Regions from separate parts of the Ovis aries genome. Here region 1 is linked to region 2. The links are chromatin contacts, called in public Hi-C maps. All regions are on one chromosome and are shown on one strand. The core of a region is the stretch at or near the end of the contact, and the rest is flanking DNA. Distances in the headings are between cores, read along the strand shown. Region 1 holds the start of SALL1 (spalt like transcription factor 1). Region 2 has its middle 65 kb from the start of TRNAC-GCA.

Region 1 (4,332 bases), core at 1,527-4,026, 88 kb before region 2:
GTTTTGGTGTTTTGTTGGGGGCGGGGAGGGAAAGCTCCCCCGCCCCTTAATCTTAATCACACATAGAGCAAGTAACGAACACGTGTGACGCCAATCCCGGGAGCTTGCCGCGGCGTTTACGCCGCGATCCGAGAAGAAGGGTTTGCGGGATCGCAAGCTCCGTTCGGTTCCTGGCAGCACGCGGTACCCAGGAGGCCCGGACTTTCAAGAAGCCAAGATTGTTAGAGAAGGATACGGGCGAATCCAAACCCGGGCAGAAACGGAGAAACCCGTGTGCAAGTGCATACGGCGGCGTTGGTGTACCTGGAAGAGTGTGGGTTGGGATGCCTGCGAGCATCACAGTTTGCAGAGCGGGGGGTGGGTTTTACACGTGCTCCCGCACACTTTCCCGGGGGTCTGGGGGAAGCGAGAGGCGGGCACCCCAGGAGCACGCAGATCCATCTTTGCCGAGGGATCTCTTTAAATATTCAGTGAGAAATAATGGCATTTGAAGCACCACCTATGGAAACATTATTATCTTCATTCTTCAACATCAGCCCCACTGATAGCTTCGTTTGTCTTTTTATCAAAATCTACTGTAACCAACAGGACCTGGGGAGAAAGAGAGAGCGAGGTGGAGTGGGGTGTGTATGTGTGTGTGTGAGAGAGAGAGAGATCGAGCGAGGCCACAAGAGAGGAAAAATAAGCGGGAGAAAAGGTGAAGAAAGGGCGAACAAGGAGAAAGGAGAAGTTATACCAAGAGAAATAAAGTCGTCAGGAGGAAAACAGAAACAGTCACCCGCACACAAAAGATTTAGATTTTAAAGAGCGAGGGAGGAGGAAAGTGGCTAGAGAGACTCTTGCGGGAGCGCAGTGTGGTCCGGAGCACCCGAAACTCTACTCGGAAGACTGGTGCCCACTTCGCGCGAACTGACTATATTGCTCTCCAGGCTCCAGGGCGCTCCCGAATTGGGGCGTCCTTATGAGCCCTCTCCTTTCCCGATCGCGAGATAGGGCAGGGATTGTGTATCTGCACCTCCCCCCCTCCCCGTCCCCATTACTCAACCGAAGTTTAGAGTGTCCCTCGGGCGCAAGACTTCGGGAACCAGGAGCGAGGAGACCCTGAGGCGCAAGGGGGAAGAGCTAGGCTGAGCCGAGGACTGAGCCTCAGGTTCGTGGGGGCCCGAGCCCAGCGGACAAAGTGCGGGCTCCGGGATCCCCACTCCGGGCTCAGGGGCGCGGGTGGGGAGGCTGCCTCAAAGCCTGGGGAGATGGAGCTGGTGCGAAAAGTTTGGGTGCCGCGCTCAGCAAGTGCCTGAGAAGTGGAGGCGAGCTTCTGCGGGGCCAGACAGCTGCGGACAAGGACCCCCCTCTCTCCAGGCTCAGCGCGGCCACCTCCTCGCCAAGAGCCTGGGGCACGGCCCGCTCCCCCAGGACGAAGAGGCCGCGGGGTCCCGGGGACTTGCCGTGCCCGGAGCCCGGCGGGGCAGGCCCGCGCCTCGCGAGGCCAGGGGAGGGTTGCAGCGTGCTGGGTAAGCGGCGGCCCCTCCCCTCCCCCCGGCTGGAGCTGAACTCGGATCCCAAGCCGGTCCCCGCTCGCCGCCCGCCCTGGGCTCGGCGGCGCCACCGCCGCCGCCGCCTCCCCGCGGAGTGACGCGCCCTGCAGCCAACCGGGGCAGCCGAGGGGGAGGCCGGGAGGGGTCCTGGGCGGAGCCGGGCCGCCCCCTTATCCCACGGGCTCGGGGCCGCTTCTCCCGAAAACTTAAGCCCTAATTGTCCTGGGAATGTCCGAGGTAGAGAAAGGGAGCGAGGGAGCAAGCGAGAAGCTGGAGGATCTGGGCCCTCTGAGGAGGAACGGGGTGGCGGGAGAGCTGCCCCTCCCCCCCCCAAAGCCCCAAACCCATCACGTTCCCAAACCTTTCCTTGGTCCTCTTCTCCGCGCCCCCGCGAGCCCGGGATCCAGGGGATGGAGAACTCGGGGCGAAGGAGCGCCGAGCCAGGCGGCGAGCGGGAGGGAGGCCGGGCGGCAGGCGGGAGGCGGACCGGCGTGGGGCTGGCTCTTCCCCACTCGCTTATTTTTTTTTTAATGGGGGTGGGGGTGGGCTGCTTTCTGGTAGCTCTTAAAGAAACGAAGAAACACTCACGAAACGGGACTTCCTCCCCCCAAATCCCGCCACGGGACTCCCTCCCCCCGCGGGCCGGCGCGCTTAGCGCCGGAGTTGGAAAGTTCGCCGCGCGCCCGCAGCCCGGGTCCCCAGCCCCCGCCGCCCGGCCCCACCCCCCACCCGGGGAGGCTTAATTCCGGGGAGGGCATGCTAATTTGGGTCGGCCCAGCCCGGGATGGGGGGGCCGAGGGAGGGAGGGGGGCGCAGGCCGGGGCGCCGGGTGCTCAGAGGCGAGGAGGCAGGCCCCCGGCGGCCCGGCCGCGGAGTCCCGGGCGGTCGCGAAGAGGGTTAACCCAGTGTCGGGCGGCGCGGCTCGCAGAGCCAGCCCCGCGGCCGGCTTATTGGGCCAGCGCGCGGAGAGACAGGGGTCTGCAGCAAATCACGAACTAATTGATTAAGGCGAGCGGGTTTGAATAGCGCTGGCCCGGTGCCAATCGCCTTTCAAAGAGCCCCTCTATGATTAATCGCAATGCATTATTGATAATCATAATTATAGCAGGACACATGCGCGCTGCGCCCGGGGCCGGGGAGCCGGGGAGGGGGCGGGCGGGCCGGCGGGCGGGGGGAGCCGCCGCCGCCGCCGCCGCTCGATTTCCGTAATTTTGAGAAGATTTTTTTTTAGTAATTTTTTATTCTGCCCCAGCTGATGTTTGAGCCAGCATGTCGCGGAGGAAGCAAGCGAAGCCTCAACATTTCCAATCCGACCCCGAAGTGGCCTCGCTCCCCCGGCGAGATGGTGAGTGCTCCGGCCCGCGCCGCGGACACACACGCGCACACACGTACTAGCACTCACACTCACGCACACTCGCACCCACGCACACGCGGCTAGCCCCCGCGCCCACCGCCCAGCCGCCGCGATCCGAATCACCATTTCGACTCCGCGATTTTTTTTTTTTTTTTAAATTTCAATTTGCCTTTGCTGGGCTTCCCCACCCCCAACCTCCCTGCCCCGAGGAAAGCAAACACTTCTCCAGGCAGGATCTTTCCGGAGTTGTTGGGTCCTCCTGCGGGGAGGAGAGAGGGCTCGCCGGCCTTGCTCTTGCGTCCCGGCTGTCCCTGGGAGCGGATCCCGGGACCCTCCGAGCTGCGGCTGGGGCCCGGGTGCCCGGCGGGGCGCGGGTGCGGACAGAGGCCGTCGGCGCCTGCCTGCGCCGTGCTCCACTCGCTCCCCGGCCAGCGCCCGAGGCCCGGCCTGGCCTCCGCCGCCCTGGTGCTGCTGCCTGTGGGAAGGAAGTTTACTTTGTGCTCGGGCCTGAACTTGGAACGTGGAGGGGAGCTCCCTGCGCCGCGCTCCCCCCATTCCCCAGCGCTCCCACTCCTCCTGGGCCCGCGCCGCGGAATGGGGTGCCTGTGGGAGTTCGGAGTTCCAAGAAGATGGGAACCTGTATTGGGGCGAGCGTGCCTGACACGCGGGGGTAGAGGCCGTGTTGGAGAGTGCTCTTTGCTGTCGAGTGCTCCCCAGACAGAGTGCAGGCAGACGGGGAAAGTGTTGGGGTCCGGCTATTCCACTTGATCCCCGCCTCTCTTCTCCCAACACATGCACACTCGGCGCCCCCAAGAAATCTTTAGAGTCGGTCGGCTCCCGCTAAGGATCGTGGTACCTCGCACTTCCAGGAGTAGAAAGGGTCGTTCTCCAGAGCTGGAGGTGGGGTGGGCTATCTAGCCACGAGGGAGTCCCCCTAAAACAGAGGCACTCGCTTCCTCCGATGGAGGCGACAACTGCCGGGTCCCAAAGGGAGCGAACAAGTCCAGAACAAAGTTTGTGTGACGGAGCTAAGGCCGAGAGTGGCAGAGATCCGGGCAGGGAATTGGGGGTAGGGAGGGCAGACACCTTGAGTCCCTTTTTATCGCTAAAAAATATTACACTTTAGGGGCCTCCGAACTCCCAGGCCCAAGGCCGGAGGCGATGGAGCGGCGCCCCGGGCTCGGTTGCCGGCACAGTGCTCGCCTCTCGGCTGCGGAGATTCGAGGGGCAGCCCCCGAGCTGTATCCGCGACTCGGGATGTCTCTCGGGGTGCTCCAGTCCCCGGCGTCATTTTGGGGTGTAGAGGAGGGAGCTGGATCCCGATAGGGCTCGGAAGCCTGCCCTTTGGTCGGTACCTCAGTCCTCCAAACTCTGCGGCCGCCCGGCCCTCACGGTCCTCGGGTCCTTCCTTAGAGGCCTGCTTCTCTGCAGAGCTGGGGCGCA
Region 2 (4,673 bases), core at 588-3,087:
TGGCTGGATCTCAGCTCCCTGACCAGGGACTGAACCTGGGCCACAGCAGTGAACGCCTGGAATCCTAACCATTAGGTCACCAGGGTTTGCAGATTTTTAAGACTCTCAGTGACTGGTGCCCACAGGCTCTTGGGAGCTTTTGTACAGTAAGTAAGGTGAATGATTAGGCCACCTGAAATGGCTGTTCTCTTGCTCTCTGTTCATCTCCTGCTTGACCAGTTCCTGCCTCATCTACACCTTATCCACATGACTGGCCTCCCACATCACAGAGCCTAATTAGGAAGTGCCTGCATACTGGCTCCTGGCCCCTGCTAGTGATTGTCTTAATCCTCAGATCAGAACTATCTCCCTGATGATAGTTTATCAGAGGGATGGTGAGGGGTATGCCCCTCTATTTGTTTCCCTGGCAACTGAAGAACCAACCTGACTTCAGTTCCCCCTGTAAGTGGTAACCTCCCTCTCCCCCTGGGAGTGAAGACCCCTACCACGTCCTACCTGCCATCTGACACGGTGGTGGGGTGTCACTCCAGGACCTTGCTTCAGACATGTAAGATCCTCCAATCTATTAAACCACTGAGTTTCTATTGCTGACACTGGACTCTTTCTTTGGCCTTGAGGATGGGCAAGTAGAGGGCTTACAGGCTTACAGCCCAACAGAAAGCAATCCTGTTAGTGCCTGGGGGCAGGGTTCCTTCTATTGCTCCACAACGAATTTTGAGTCCTAGCCTGGTGACTCTCCTATGCACTGTGCTTCGGAGCCACCAGTCCTTGTGGTCAGTTGAAGAATAATCAGCAAACGCCTACTCCCTTTTGTGTGTGTGTTAGTCTAAGGATAGCAGAGGGCATACTTAAATAAATGATTAGGATCGACAATGGAAAGGTAAACAGAATCATAATTTATGAGTGGTCCCATTGTTCTCACCTGACTTGAATTCTATAACCATAAAGCCGCCATTCTCATCCATTCAATTCGACAGACCCTTATTGAACAGCTACTTTGTACAAGGCTAGGAGAAGGGCATGAAGAATAATACCGAATATTTGCTCAGTGTTCACACTTGACAAAGTGCTTTCATATGCTTTGAGGCGGGGGAAGCCCTGAGCCAGGACTCAGGAGACTTGATTTCTAGAGTCACCTCTGCCATTTAATTGAAGTTTGACCTCAGGCTGAGTCTCTCTGCTCCTTGTGTAAATATGAGGCTAAGAATCCACACCTTTTCTGTCTTAAATGGTTACGGTGCGATACTCGTGTGGGATTTTGTATTGTTTCATGGATTTGCAGATTTCAGCAAATTTTAAAAATGAACTGTATATGAATACTGAATATTTTTATATTAGACCTAAGCTGAAAAAGACCTTGGAGATTGTTTGGGGCAGTGACTTTTCCAGCTGCATCCTGGGGGGGATGCCTAAGGTGCTATGGACCACCCTGAGGACCAAGGGGAAGGTGAGCAGGAAGGCCTTGGGTTCCTGCCACCCACCTTCACTTTAGGCTCTGGAGCCAGACTGCTGATATGTGTCTTTAGAAAAGTTATTTAGACCCCTTGGACTTTCTATCTGTGATATGGACACATGGGTCACTGTGAAACGTACGTTCATCGGTATACAGTGTTCAGAATCTTGGAAGGCACATAACAAATATTGCTGTTAATTCTACCGTCCACCTTGGATTTCTTCCGAGGGTCAGATTTCACTGAAAATAATGTTTGAAAAATTGTTGGCTTCTGTGATATCTTTATTTTGCAAATGGAATGTTTACAGTGCAGAGAAGCCCGTGTTTGTATGAGAACCTGCCAAACACACACACACACACACACACACACACACACACACACACACACACACACGTCATCAGTATCACCAGCATCAGAGTCCTGCATCCATAAACTGAAGCACAGCTCACTCTCACCTGCTGGTGGGCATTGTGAAGACTGACTGTGAGCTACTTCTGGGGCTTGGGTGCTTTCTCACCCAATCATCCCATCCATGGATCCAACAGCAAAGCTCTCCTAATTGAGAGACTAGTATTCTCAGTCACAGCACTAGTGTTTCCAAATTTCCAACAGACATGAATCTTTGGGATCTCATTCCAGAAATTGGAATCACCCAAATCATGTTATTCTTAAAATATTTTTAACCATGGATGTCTAAAAATATTGTTTGATAAATAAGTAGTTTAATAGTATTTAAAGAGTGGTACAAGAAATTTATAAAGAATATTTGAGGACTGAGGAGCAGGGCTATGGCAGATGCTGGAGCAAGGCTGAGGAATGTTGCACACCACCCCCCACCCCGGGCCCTTCAACACCCTCTACAGGCGGGTTCTGGCCCCACTGCCCTGGCAGACCATGGGTGTGAAATCTTGTTTTTTGTTTTTTGTTTTTTAAAGAATATTTGCAAATATTCACGGGCTAGAAAGGGCCAGTGAACACTATTGGGTAATATTTGAACAGTGTAACATTCAGATCTCCTAGCAAGGGTAAAAGCATCACACAGAATCAAGTAATTGCGAAAGGATTTATTTTGCATCTAATTTCTTAGAACTCTGCTCATATGATTTGAATAAAGAATAGAATGTCTATAGCATTAATATTATTTTAGTTTCAAGAATGACACACCATTAGCTTAGCATGCATGCATGCTAAGTTGCTTTTGTAATGTCTGACTCTTTGTGACCCTGTGGACCGTAGCCCACCAGGCTCCTCTGTCCATGCAAGTATTCTTCTGCAGGCAAGAATACTGGAGTGGGTTGCCATTGTCTCTTCCAGGGGATCTTCCCTACCCAGGGATTGAACCTAGTCTCTTACGTCTCCTGCATTAGCAAAGGAGTTCTTTACCATTAGCGCCAACTGGGAAGCCCGTTAAACAGCATACAAGGTCACAAACACAACCACCAGCAAGAGTAACCCAGAAAATAAGAACGCTTTTTCTACCTGCTCTCATCCTTAACCTTCAGCTCCCCATGACGGAGTTTCCTGCTCTGGCTTTTCAAGTGACATCAGACCAATGAGTAACGTCTGCGTAGTGATTGCTGAGCTCCAATTCTCCCAGGAGAACTAGAATACTTTTTCTCATTTTCCCAATCTTTTGGCTGAATTTTTCTCAAGAGTTGGCAAAACATATATTTCCTGAAAAATACTAGAAAATGAAACATAAACACGGGAGACATGAAGTCAAGCAAAGTGAGCTTCCAGGTCATGTGGTTGGTAGGGAACACAGATGCTACCAGTGTTTGGAGAGGAAGAGGTTGTTGGGAGTCAGTGTGGCTTCTTGGAGGAGATGGTCACTGAGCTGGATTTGCAGGTTCTGTGTGTATGCTAAGTCACTTCAGTCATGTCCAACTCTTTACGACTCCATGGACTGCCAGGCTGCCAGGCTCCTCTGTCCATGGGATTCTTCAAACTAGAATACTGGAGTGGGTTGCCATGCCCTCCTCCAGTGGATCTTCCCAACTCAGGGACTGAACCCTTTTGTCTTTTATGTCGCCCACCTTGGCAGGCGGGTTCTTTACCACCAGTGCCCCCTGGGAAGCCCTGCAGGATCTGTAGGACTTGAACAGAGTAGAGAAGCAGCATTGCAAGGGGAGGAGCAACCTGGCAGAGAAGGGAGGGGGGTAAGCCTCAGGGAAGTGTGCATTTCAGGCAACAAGAGAGGACCCCGGAAGCCATGTATTAATATCCTGAAGATAGCATTGGGTTGTGTTTGTTTTTTTTCCCTTGGTTTATTGATTCTTATTAGGATTTTAAAATTATAAAAGTAGCACATGGGAGAAAATTCATGTAATTCAGAAGGGTAGGTACAGGGTAAGAGCAGACCACCCCTTATCTCCCAGATCAGTGTTCCCTTTGAATCTTGTGTATAGACATGTAATAAATGAGCACCCTTTTCTGTTTGGACCCAATGAAGTCACACTGAAAAGTTGTTATCATATGGGCTATTAAAAGGTGAAACTTGTGGCACAGTGGATAGGAATCTGCCTGCCAATGCAAGGGACATGGTTCAACCCCTGGTCCAGGAAGATCCCACATGCAGAGAAGCAACTAAGGCCATACACCGCAATTACTGAGCTCATGAGCCTAGAGCTGTGCTCCACAACAAGAGAAGCCACCGCAATGAAGAGCAGCCTCTGCTCACCGCTACTAGAGAAAGCCTGAGTGTAGCAACAAAGATCCATCCAATACAGCCAAAAATAAAATAAAAATTTAAAAAATAATAGATGAAGCTTAAATTTTAAAATATGTAGAACTTTTTCTGTTTCAATATAGATAGCTCCTCACTCATATTTAACAGTTCCATGGTATTTTCATTGTATGGGTATGCCATAAATGTTTTACCACCCTTCTCAGTCAGTTCAGTCGCTCAGTCATGTCCGACTCTTTGCCACTCCATGAACTGCAACACGCCAGGCCTCCCTGTCCATCACCAATTCCCAGAACCTACCCAAACTCATGTCCATTGAGTCGGTGATGCCATCCAACCATCCCATCCTCTGTCATCCCCTTCTCCTCCTGCCCTCAATCTTTCCCAGCATCAGGGTCTTTTCCAATGAGTCAACTCTTCGCATCAGGTGGCCAAAGTATTAGAGTTTCAGCTTCAGCATCAGTCCTTCCAATGAACACCCAGGACTGATCTCCTTTAGGGTGGGCTGGTTGGATCTCCTTGCAGTCCAAGGG

Evidence for each region. Hi-C and Micro-C count contacts between places; a contact is called where the count stands out from the background.
Region 1: a contact with region 2 is called in a Hi-C map of liver, with 4 times the contacts expected there. The contact joins the promoter of SALL1 here to the enhancer-like site in region 2. A contact is called at or near these places in 2 of 16 Hi-C or Micro-C datasets (hypothalamus and liver).

Annotation. Positions count from the first base shown.
Region 1 is chr14:19,076,356-19,080,687 of ARS-UI_Ramb_v3.0, reverse strand. It overlaps SALL1 (spalt like transcription factor 1), which reads left to right and starts at 2,776. Exons shown (of 3, transcript XM_015100439.4): 1 at 2,776-2,880. The coding sequence starts at 2,805. LOC121816479 (a long non-coding RNA gene) reads right to left here and starts at 1,561. Exons shown (of 5, transcript XR_009596160.1): 1 at 1-1,561.
Region 2 is chr14:18,986,680-18,991,352 of ARS-UI_Ramb_v3.0, reverse strand. No RefSeq gene overlaps it. Among named protein-coding and RNA genes, the nearest start is that of TRNAC-GCA, 65 kb to the right of the region's middle. Within about 2 kb of position 1,837, at least 1 of the 54 cell types and tissues checked has an H3K27ac peak or open chromatin away from gene starts, as enhancers often do. A contact at or near this core is called in liver, where this site is marked.